Linked DNA regions of Xenopus laevis: region 1 is linked to region 2. A link is a contact called in public Hi-C data. All regions are on one chromosome and are shown on one strand. Each heading gives the region's core, a stretch centred on a gene start, on an enhancer-like site or on the middle of the called end of the contact. The rest is flanking DNA. Distances are from core to core; before and after follow the strand shown.

Region 1 (5,552 bases), core at 365-2,864, 150 kb before region 2:
CTGACTGATCAGGAGATCCTCCTTTTGATGTAGGAAGATTGTGTATCTCCATTGCTTGTCTCTTGCTTTGATTAACTATTTCTGACATATAAGAGTTCCCTGTAAAAAGCAGCAAAAAACAAGAATGAAGCAGATTCAGAGATCTCTGAAATGCCACCCAAATACAACTTGCTATGATGGAAATAAAGCATGTTTTATTGGGTTTATTGTATCATAATTGGGTACAGAGGTAGCAATATGCCTACTTAATACTGCTGGGACATTATTGAATAGAACTACCATAGTGTGCTGTCTAGTGATACACACACCAATAAAATCGTACAAAATAAAGTTTTGTGTAATTTTTGGTGAATGTATAGTGGCCTGCAGATCTTAACTATGTGCAAGTGAAGAAGAGCTGCAGCTTGCTGGTCCAATCATTTGGCTGTCTTCATGGCCCACTATACACTATGCAGGTCTATTTGTCACGCTGTGTAAAACATCAGTTATGACAGATCGTTATGACCATCCTGACATTGGGTTGGATTATATTTATGCTAAGGGGGTTGAATAGTTCTAACAGCCAAAAAATTGTGAATTATTCTCCAAAGTAAAGACCAAGATACAATTAAAAATTCAAGTCATTTATTAGGAAATACAGATGAAGGTCTGACACATTTCGTGCCTACTGGGGGCACTTACTCGTAGCCTAAATTACTTGAATTTTTAATTATATCTTGGTCTTTACTTTTGGAGAATAACTCACATTGTTTGCCTGTTGTTACATGTAATGCACCACCCATGGACTAGGGTGAACTGTGAGTATATTTTTTCTCCACTAACTACTATTGTTCCTGATATTTTATACTGATTTATAGTGGTGCTGTTATTGGCATTTTGTTTCAATTTTTACTATTTCGGTTGAATAGTTCTAAACAAATTAAAATTCCCTTTACAAACTCAAGTAAATAACTTCCTACGCCAAAAAGGAATTCAGTAACAAATAAATAAGCAGGGAACAGTCTGGAAACTCCCTTTGCTTTTTATCAAACATGGCTGCAGCTCATATATCTGTCACTCCCAAACTGCTATCGTTTTATCATGTAGCATGTACAGGATCCAGCACCAAGCAGATCTGTGCGTTTTATCAATTACAAGTATTGGATCCATTATCCAGAAACCTACCTAGAAAGTTCTGAATTACGGGAAGGCCATCTCTCATTTTAATCAAATAAGTACAATTTTCAAAAATCAATTCTTTTTTTATAAATAAATTAAGCTGCTCACCCTATCGCTCCCTCATTATCATAAAGGAACCTGAATAGAACAACAAACCGATGGAAAGAGGGTGCAGCACAATCCCATTCACACCTTTGTTATGTGATCAGAGAGTGTTCTTACCTTGCAGTGCTTCAGATGATCATTCTGGCAATCCTGAAGGTTCAAGGTCATGAAAAAATGATTCATAATATGAGCCTTATGGCAATTTTCAGTCTATGTATTCTTTAAAGAATATGCATTTCTGCCCTTCTTTTCACAGCTAAAACAGGTTTGTTGCTTTCAATTTCACTTTCTAGCATTCACCTTTGCTCGTAGATTTCACAATGCCCAACCCTTTTTAAAGGGGAAATTCACATTGAACTTTGACTGTGCTACTAAAATGTAAGCAATTTTCAATTTGTTGTCCTGTCCAGTCTCAGTAAAACCTGCATGTTAACCTGCTGTCAGATTACAGGCATAGTTAGTTAGCTATAGTTTATAAATGTGGCATAGCATGCTGAACAGGACCTTTTTACTGTCTGCCTGTTCTGTGGTTAGAGGTTCAGTACTATATAATCATTAACTGTCCTAATGATAAGTCAGAATACCTGATCCTGACCGCTATAAATGTTTTTTTTATTAGTGTTCCTATGTAAAGTGGAATGTTGGAAGGTACTGTATGTACAAGTCACATTGCACATGACTTTACCGGGATGACCTTATAATCACATTTTTCAATTTTTATGTGATCAGTTCAAGGGAACATTTTTTTTCAGTTTAAATCTGGAACCAACTGGTGTCAAGGAAGATTAAATTCTATTCTTTCCTAAGATACTGCCCAGCTGCAGAGTTGTATGATGATGGCACATGTTGCCCAGACTGCTCTCATATTCTCTGCTGTACTACAGTGCTTAGAGGGTTACATTTCAGGAACCTCTCAGCTGAAGTACAATTAGTTGCTTAGTAGCCTGTGTGCTGAGGCAAGAGAGTAATGTTGAAATATGCTTGCAATGACTTTAAAAATTCATATCATACTTACTATCATTTTCTTTTCCCATCTATCCTCCATGGCAGTACACTTATGGGCATATTCCCTGGAAGGATCTCTCACACCACCAGTTAATTTAAGACATCCCATGCCCTAATTTTAGTCTTGTATCCAGCAATGTAGATGGTCAATTAACCAGGAGTAGGGATGTAGCGAACGGCGGAAAAAATGTTCGCGAACATATTCGCGAACTTGCGTCAAAAATGCGAACGGTTCGCGAACGTCGCGAACGTCGCGAACCCCATAGACTTCAATGGGAAGGCGAATTTTAAAAGCTAGAAAAGACATTTCTGGCCAGAAAAATGATTTTAAAGTTGTTTAAAGGGTGCAACGACCTGGACAGTGGCATGCCAGAGGGGGATCAAGGGCAAAAATGTATCTGAAAAATACATTGTTGACACAGCGATGCGTTTTGTGCTGTAAAGGGCAGAAATCACACTACGTCACTCAGGTGATGTTTCTGGACACGGAATGTGAAAAAGCTCACACAGCTAGGTGGCACTTGGTTAAAGACTGGGCAAACAATGCCTGCAAGGGCAACGTATACAGTAGTGGGTACGGAATATATTATTGCTGCTGTAAAAACATCACTCAGGTGATGTTTACGGACACAGAATTATTATTGTTATTTAGACAGAATGTGAAAAAGCTCACACAGCTAGGTGGCACTTGCATACCTCCCAACTGTCCCTCTTTTGACCACTCAACCCCCTGTCCCTCTTTTGTACTGGAAAGTCCCTCTTTTCTCTGAACTGAACAGCCAGAAAAAAAACAGTTTCTAACTTAATTAGCTTTTGGCAGAGAGCTCAGAACAGCTAACAGGTGCAAATAAGATACTTTGTAACAATTTTGACTCTGGTTGGTGCTGGTAGTGGTGAACTACTAGGAGGAGCAGCACACCAGTCCCACTCCCCAACACAGCTAGACTAATAGCACTGGGCTCTTATAGTAGCAAAGTAAAAAAACAAAAAAGAAAATAAAAGCAGTCCTTACAAGGACTATTGGGTTACAGACAGCAGTCAGCAGATGAGAGATCAGCAGCAGGACAGCTGCCCACAGCAGCTACATACAGAGCACTGCAGGAGAAGGTAGATTACTAGTCAGCAAAGCTAACTAACCTAAACTCACTGTCCCTCAAATCCCTGCAGAGTTCTGTCCCTACAATACAGAGCAGTATCAAGTAGATTACTAGCCAGCAAAGTTACTATCAACTGTCCCTCAAATCACTAACAGCTCTCTCCCTACACTAGCTCTTCCAAGCACACACAGGCAGAATGAAAAAACGTTGCAGGGCTTCAGTTTATATATGGAAGGGGAGTGGTCCAGGGGTTGTGGGGGTGGTCCAGGAGGGAGAGCTTCCTGATTGGCTGCCATGTATCTGCTGCTCTGGGGTGAGAGGGCAAAAATAAGCGCCAGCTAAGGCGAACCCAAATTGGCGAACGTCGCGCGACGTTCGCGAACATTCGGCGGACGCGAACGGTCGATGTTCGCGCTAATTAGTTCGCGGGCGAACAGTCCGCGACATCCCTAACCAGGAGGGAGGGAATGCTGTGCTGCCATGGAGGGGGCTAAGAAAATTACGGTATAATTACAGTAAATATGATAGGAATTTTCCACTCATCTCCATGGCAGCATCCTTATGGGACTTTCCCCATACCACTTTAGAAGTATCATGCTTTCTAATTTAGGAGAGCTGTTAACTATGTGGGGTTTATCTGAAAGATCAAAACAAATTACCAGCAACTCACTGCAGCACTGTAATGCATTCTCTGCATCCTGAAACACTTTATTTCTACCCTCTATTAATTAGCTATTACTTAATGAATTGCCCTGGATAAGAGAATGTGCAGTATGATTAGACAAAGTCCTGATTATGCCTCATAGTAAATTGGGATTTTTGCAGGTAGTCATGGCATTGAATGCATTGGGCCTCAAACACCTGCCTGACCCACCCCAACAATGCATACATTCAGGGCCGCCATCAGGGGGGCACATTGGGTACAAGTGTACCGGGCCCGGCAGTACTGCACTTTTCGAAAGGTGGCACAGACACTTGGGAAAGCTCTGATCCAATCCCTGGTAGGACAGAAAAAAGGCCATATGAGAGACCACCTGAGGGTGGGTCTCTCAGGGGGATTGGACTCGTACTTAAGCATATCTGGCATAGTAGTGCAGTCCCTGTAACCCCTGGGGATAGAGTTGTCTAGCGAGCATTTCCTCTCGACTTGCCAGTACCACAGCTTCCTCACAGTGCATTGCGCTTCGTAAGTACACGCGCATTGATGATGTCACCAGGAGCAGCGCCGGTAGTAATTTGGATCCTGCAAAAAAAAAAAAACGGTTGGTGAGTAAAGGAGCCCTTTATTGTTTTTTTGGGGGGAAATTAAGGGCCTGGATACAGGCTGCCATTTCCTGTTGTTCCTGCACTCAGGGCTGCCAGGCTGCAGGCTCAGATAAGGCTGCATAAGGTACTTGTTAGTAGCCTAATCCAGCCAGGTCATATTTAAAGATTCATATACTGAATTGTACCTTATTATTGCCCTTGTATTTCTAGATGTCTGACACACCTAGATTGGGGAAAAGGAAGAGAAAAGTATATCACAATATATGTGCCCAATGTGAACAACCATTGCCAGAAAGCTATGAATGCTCTAAATGTGAAGCATGTTTAAAAATGTTCAAAAGATTCTGTTTCAAAACAAAAAGTAGTTTCTTTCTGACACAATGACAGAATGAAATCCTCAACACCAAGACTGTGGACAGTACTGAATGTTTACAGTCATCAGATACTATGTCAGAATCTTATTGATGAATCTGATGAATCAGATTCCTCCTCATCCTCACCCGCCAAAAATAAAAAAGATGAACTTTTTCCTGTGGAGAAGGTTTCTAAACTGATAAAGAAAGTTAGGAAAGTAGTGGGTCAAAAAGAGCTGTCTGCTTCTACCTCTGCAGACAAACAACAACTTTGTGGTCTGTTTCATTCCCTATGCATGACTCCTGTAAAAGAAATAAAAGACAAGATGGAATAAAAGACCAGATGGACCGAAGAGCTGAATGTTCTCTTCGAAGAAGTGTGGCGGGATCCAGTACGTGTAAACCGGCTATTGCAGCCATTTCAGTGTCAAGATCTTTAAAGTTCTGGCTTAATTCTCTTGAAGAAGAAATTGATGCTGGGACTTCAAGACATGATATTCTTGATATGTTATATTCTATTAAGATGGCATCTGATTTCCTGTGTGATATGGCGGTGGATGTTTTAAAG
Region 2 (5,971 bases), core at 1,793-4,292:
TATACTGTATACACTTACATTCAGTGCCTAAAAGTATTTACACACATCAGCTCTTTCATTTTACTAAATAACAAATCCTACACTGAAATGTTATTCTTTCTGTTGTGTTTAAATCACAGCACAGAAATCAAAATTAGTTTTGTGCAATTGTTTTGTGCCATTGGACCACAAATACATTTTGGACAGGCCAAGAGCAATTATTGCACATGTTTTGGACTTTGGACACAAGCACCTTTACTGAATGGCATTAATTTGCACAAAAAGTGGGTCAATTTTTGTGTGACTGCAACTGCACTTTCAGGCTATAAAAAAGCCCTATACTGTTGTTATTATTATAAGCAAATATTAATAAACTAACTAGAGTCTCGTAATCTCAAAATTTTCCCTATATGTCACCTTTAAAGCCAGGAACATTTACTGAAAATGCAATATGTCTCAACTGATTTTACAGTATATGTTGACATTTATCATTTTGTAGGGTTTCAGGAAGGTATTCCAAACCAGCCAAAATAAGGACTGCTTTTGGATATCAAATTCCACAGAAGCCTATGGACAATGTCGGTAGTTTTTGGCAAGGGCAATTACATTGGAAATTTTGTAAAAAATGTTGCATTATAGGTTAGAAAATATGGCTAATTTTCACTGTTGCATTTTGCATGTTTGATAATTAAGCTGTCCTGTGTAATGGAGTGGTCCTTATCTGTAAGCTTATTTATAACACTAGCTCTATCTTATTGCAGATCTGTTAAACATTTGACCTAAATATTTAACAGATATGCAAATCACAGCACAACCTTATATTCACAGAGCAGCATGTTATTTATCAATTGACCAGAAGAGGGCACAATAGATTCAAAATTCAAATGTGTGTACTAATATAATTCCATTTCAAGCAATTTTATCTACAGCACATCAAACTGTGGTGCTGTTCTGTGGAAAACTGAAAAGTGGCAGCGCAACTAATATGCTATAAATATTGTTTTTAATAAATATTATCTGCAATATGTTTTAAAGGGTGTCTCCTAGGCCAGACTTTGCTCATCAGCTGTGTAACACAACAATCTATACACCTCCATGCTGAAAGGTAAGAAGCAGTGAAGCGTTTCAGTGCAAGATGTAATCCTGTGGGTCTTGAGTAATTGGGACTCACAAATAAGCACATTGCACTGATTTTTCTGCATATAGAGCTCTGATATTATACCTCAGCAAATATATCCACAACAATTTCCATCTGCCAGGAAAAAGACTATTTAAATGAAATTGTAATAGGAAATGGAAAGAGTAACTAATGGCATATATAAATATATAGAAATATGTATACTAAAGGACAATGGCCGGGGCACCAATTTCTCTAAGGGATTTGGAAACATGTTACCAGTTATAAAACTGAACAGTCCTAATACATGTTGATGGAAAAAATAACAATATTCTGCTTAAAAGTTGTCAATGCTTCATTTATAAGTTCAATCCACTGCTCGTAGTGACATCACCACATGTCTACACACACTGTTGTCATGGCACTGTGTGCAGCTGGATGAATTCAATACGCTATTATTCTGTCTGTCAGATCTGATAAGGAGTTTGTGATTTTTTACAAGAGCGGCTGTGCATTTAGGCAATGTAATTATTATATACTATTCTCTGGCTGTTAGATGATACGTTTTTATACGATTTAAGGGGACTGTGGGTGGCCTGGGTTTTCCTTACTGTTACATAGTTAAATCGGGTTGAAAAAAGACAAAGTCCATCGAGTTCAACCCCTCCAAATGAAAACCCAGCATTCATACACGCACCCCTCCCTACTTTCACATAAATTCTATATACTCATATCTATACTAACTATAGAATTTAGTATCACAATAGCCTTTGATATTATGTCTGTCCAAAAAATCATCCAAGCCATTCTTAAAGGCATTAACTGAATCAGCCATCACAACATCACCCAGCAGTGCATTCCACAACCTCACTGTCCTGACTGTGAAGAACCACCTACGTTGCTTCAAATGAAAGTTCTTTTCTTCTAGTCTAAAGGGGTGGCCTCTGGTATGGTGATCCACTTTATGGGTAAAAAGGTCCCCTGCCATTTGTCTATAATGTCCTCTAATGTACTTGTAAAGTGTAATCATGTCCCCTCACAAGCACCTTTTTTGCAGAGAAAACAACCCCAACCTTGACAGTCAACCCTCATAATTTAAGTCTTCCATCCCTCTAACGGTCTAACCAATTTAGTTGCACATCTCTGCACTCTCCAGCTCATTTATATCCCTCTTAAGGATTGGAGTCCAAAACTGCACTGCATACTCCAGATGAGGCCTCACCAGGGACCTATAAAGAGGCATAATTATGTTTTCATCCCTTGAGTTAATGCCCTTTTTTATGTTAGACAGAACTTTATTTGCTTTAGTAGCCACAGAATGACACTGCCCAGAATAAGACAACTTGTTATCTACAAAACCCCCAAAATCTATCGACTTTATATACGTTACATACTTTATATTCATGTTAGGGACAGTCTGCTTACTGTCCCTAACATCTTGCTGCCCTAGGCCCTGGCCTTTGTGGCCTTTTCACAAATCCGGGCCTGTATACACACAGCAGTCAAAGCAGTAGTACAGTTGCACAGTAACACAGAGATAGTAATATAAGCCAGTTCAGTCATATTCAACCAAAATGACCAACCAGAGGTTCATGGAACCCTAGTACAAGTCATCCTGAAGAACAAAAATCTGCAGGGACCATTAAATGTAAAATCTAGTTATCTTATGACTCCTATCAGTGTATGCAGGAGGTAAAGTGTATTTGCAATCCAGTGTGCTTTGCTAGCTAGATGGTTAAATAAACTCCCATGTAATGGACACATTAATAATGATGCTATATACAGTAAAAGTAAGCTTTCCACTTTAACTTCCTCTGTCCAGATCTGTTCCTTTTTGCCCACCTACCTTTTAAGGTTCCGGGTTCAGTTGTACCAACTCTAGTACCCTCTTATTTACACCCTTGGTAAAAATGAATGCCCCAAGTACACAAGGAATCCCCCTAGCTACATCTCAGCAGAGAACTGCCCTGATTCCAGCATGTGATTCTAAATGTCTGTTTTAGGGTTACATTTGTGAGTTACATTTGTTTTAGACCTAGCAGACTATTTCAAAATCACTGTAGTATTATGACACCCAATTCTACATCACAGAGGGACCTATCATGACACATACTGAGAATATCAGTTAATGCAGTGGCATGAATTGGTCTCCCTGTAATGAAGCTAAGACCTACAACCTGCATTTCAGGACAAGATGTGCATGAATGAGAAATGACTGAACAAACCTTTGAATATGATGAGTAACCATTTACGATAATTGTCTTGTTTACAAATCAATCCAAAAAGAATGCAAATGTAGGAGCTGGAGCAGATGAGTCAGTAAGAGGAATGCTATTTTCTATTGACTCACCTATATTTAAATACCAATAGTCTTTCTGTATTCGTAATTGAAAGTCATTGGCCAGGAATGCCTGCAATAAGCCAGCTTTTCTGCTGCAGACTGCCTGACCCTGACTATCTGGCCAGCACTCATACAGTAAGTGGACATAGAGCCAAAAGCTTAACAGCACACTAGTAACGCCAATAACGCATGGACTTATTCTCTAACATCCTTTTCCTAGAACTCTCCTTATGCTGTAGCTAATAGGAAGGATTTCCTGGCTGGTTTATCAGTAGATCACTGGTCACAATACTGTATTTTTTTGTTTATTTTTCCCCTCTTGGATCTGAATTCTATTATTTTGCTTTGGTTTTTGTGGATGCACAACAAATATAAACACCTTTAAGTTAACTGTTAGTATGTTGTAGAATTGCCAGTTCTAAGAAACTGTTGTTTTGGTCTTTATTTTTATTATTATTAGCATTCTACTTCTTCTGACTGTTTCCAGCTTTCAAATGGGGTCACTGACCCCATCTAAACAATTTATTATCTGTAAAGCTACAAATGTATTGATATTGCTACCTTTGGTTACTCATCTTTCTGTTCAGGTCCTCATCTATTCATGTTCCAGTCTCTTATTCAAATCAATGCATGTTGCTAGGGTAATTCGGACCAAAGCAACCAGATTGCTGAAATTGAGAGTTGCTAAATAACTCAGAAACTACAGATTATAACAAATGAAAACAAATTGCAAATTGGCTCAGAATTTCACTGTCTACAGCATATTATCTCAAAGGACATCTTTGTTAACCAAATTTGTAGAAACTATAACTCATAGTGTCCTATGAACATCATATTAAAATGCCCTAGCTTGTACTTATAATCTAAAGTAACATAAGGACTCACATTTTTAACTTTAAGGGGAAGTTCACCTTAAAGTTAACTTGCCTTCCTCTTCTGCTTCTTTCCGTATGACTGGCAGCCAAAAGACCACTGAACTGTGGGGGTTCAACTGTCATTGTACTTTGTATTATTCATCCTTCTGTTCATGTTCTCTTTCATTCAAGCCACTTTGTGGTTGTTAGGGTAAATTGAATCCAAGAAACAGGAAGCTGAACAAGTGCTGCTGAACTGTTTAATAATTAAAATACATAAAAAATAAAACCAAATGCAGATTCTCAGAATAGCAGTCTACATCATGCTAAAAGTTCATTTAAAGTGGAACTACCATTTTAATACATGCAAACATAGAGGAACGTGTTTGGCTGGTAGTCATTTGCAATAAAAATGGTAATCGTACCACAACTCTTGTAGTTTGTTTGCCTTTGTCATTTATCAACCCATATCACTGAAAATTCAGCTATTGCACAGTAACATCACACAATATTAGAGTGCTCAACCTAGTGCAAAATCCTTGAGGACCAGGTGCTCAGCAGTAATTAACCCAACCTGCCACGGGTCAAGAAAATTCGATACAAAGTCCAATGACTGCAGCACACTGTTAGTTGTAGTTCACTTTCAACGTTGTAGTTTTATTAGCTCATGTGCATGTAGACAAAAAAAAGGGCAATGTTTTGGGCCTCACAGGGCCCTTTCTCAAGCCTAATTTATGATGTCAATTATGCCATAATTGCACCTATAATTCAGATTTAATAATAGGGATTTACATTTTATGACACAGCAAATTTGATTTGGTTAATCAGGAGTTATGTTTTTACACGTGATTTAAAACCCTAAAATGAAGGGAAACCTTCTATGTCAGTCTGTATCTCTAAAAGCATTTCGTTTTATACTCTAGTATAACGCAACCATCCAGAATACACATTTGCAGACTCATTAAACATGATTATACTGACTAAGTTTGCATTCAATTATGTAGTTGACTTACCTGGAATTAAGAGTTGACAGAATTAATTACAAGGAAGATATTTGTTTGTGTGCATAGTGACAAGGTTGTATCACCACCAAGATTATTTTGCATGTGCAGAAAATGAGTGAAACTGCTCTCATAATTCCCATTGCTGCAAAGTGCTCAGATGTTTCTCACTTTGTTTTGTTTAAAACATTAATATAAATTACAATTGTAATGAATTTTATTCATGTAAAAACATTATCTGATCTTAAAGTTTCCATAATGTATTAGTTTGATTCTATACATCCATCAGCCCCTCTCCCATCCATTAATTATTGGAAATCCCAAAGCATGCAAGCAATCTTTGACTTCACAGCCATTAGCTCAACAGATGGGGGAAATGCCCTTGGCATATTTCTTCTCCCTCTGGGGAAGACTCCACACTTCCAGTATTCCTTCTGTTCGTATAATTATGCAAGTATTAGGCCTAAGTGTAACTCTGTTCTTATTTACCTGACATTACCTAACATGATATGTCCCATTGCCTATGGCCTATTTTAATCCACTTTCTACAAAATTATGGCAATACTTGTGTGCACTGTAAATGCCTGGAATAAAATTATATTGCTTACAAAAATCTGTTTCATTCCCAGGCTAATCTTGTAAAGTGAGATATAAAATACACAAAAACAGGGAATGGTTA

The links. A called contact is a pair of places that touch in the nucleus more often than the background predicts.
Region 1: a contact with region 2 is called in a Hi-C map of the XTC cell line, with 5 times the contacts expected there. The contact joins the promoter of LOC108698789 here to the enhancer-like site in region 2. A contact is called at or near these places in 2 of 4 Hi-C or Micro-C datasets (the XL177 cell line and the XTC cell line).

The regions. Positions count from the first base shown.
Region 1 is chr8L:89,255,559-89,261,110 of Xenopus_laevis_v10.1, reverse strand. It overlaps LOC108698789 (exocyst complex component 3-like protein 4), which reads right to left and starts at 1,614. Exons shown (of 11, transcript XM_041573081.1): 1 at 1,381-1,614; 2 at 1-99. The coding sequence starts at 88.
Region 2 is chr8L:89,106,637-89,112,607 of Xenopus_laevis_v10.1, reverse strand. No RefSeq gene overlaps it. Among protein-coding and RNA genes, the nearest start is that of cdc42bpb.L, 6.2 kb to the right of the region's middle. Within about 2 kb of position 3,042, at least 1 of the 7 cell types and tissues checked has an H3K27ac peak or open chromatin away from gene starts, as enhancers often do.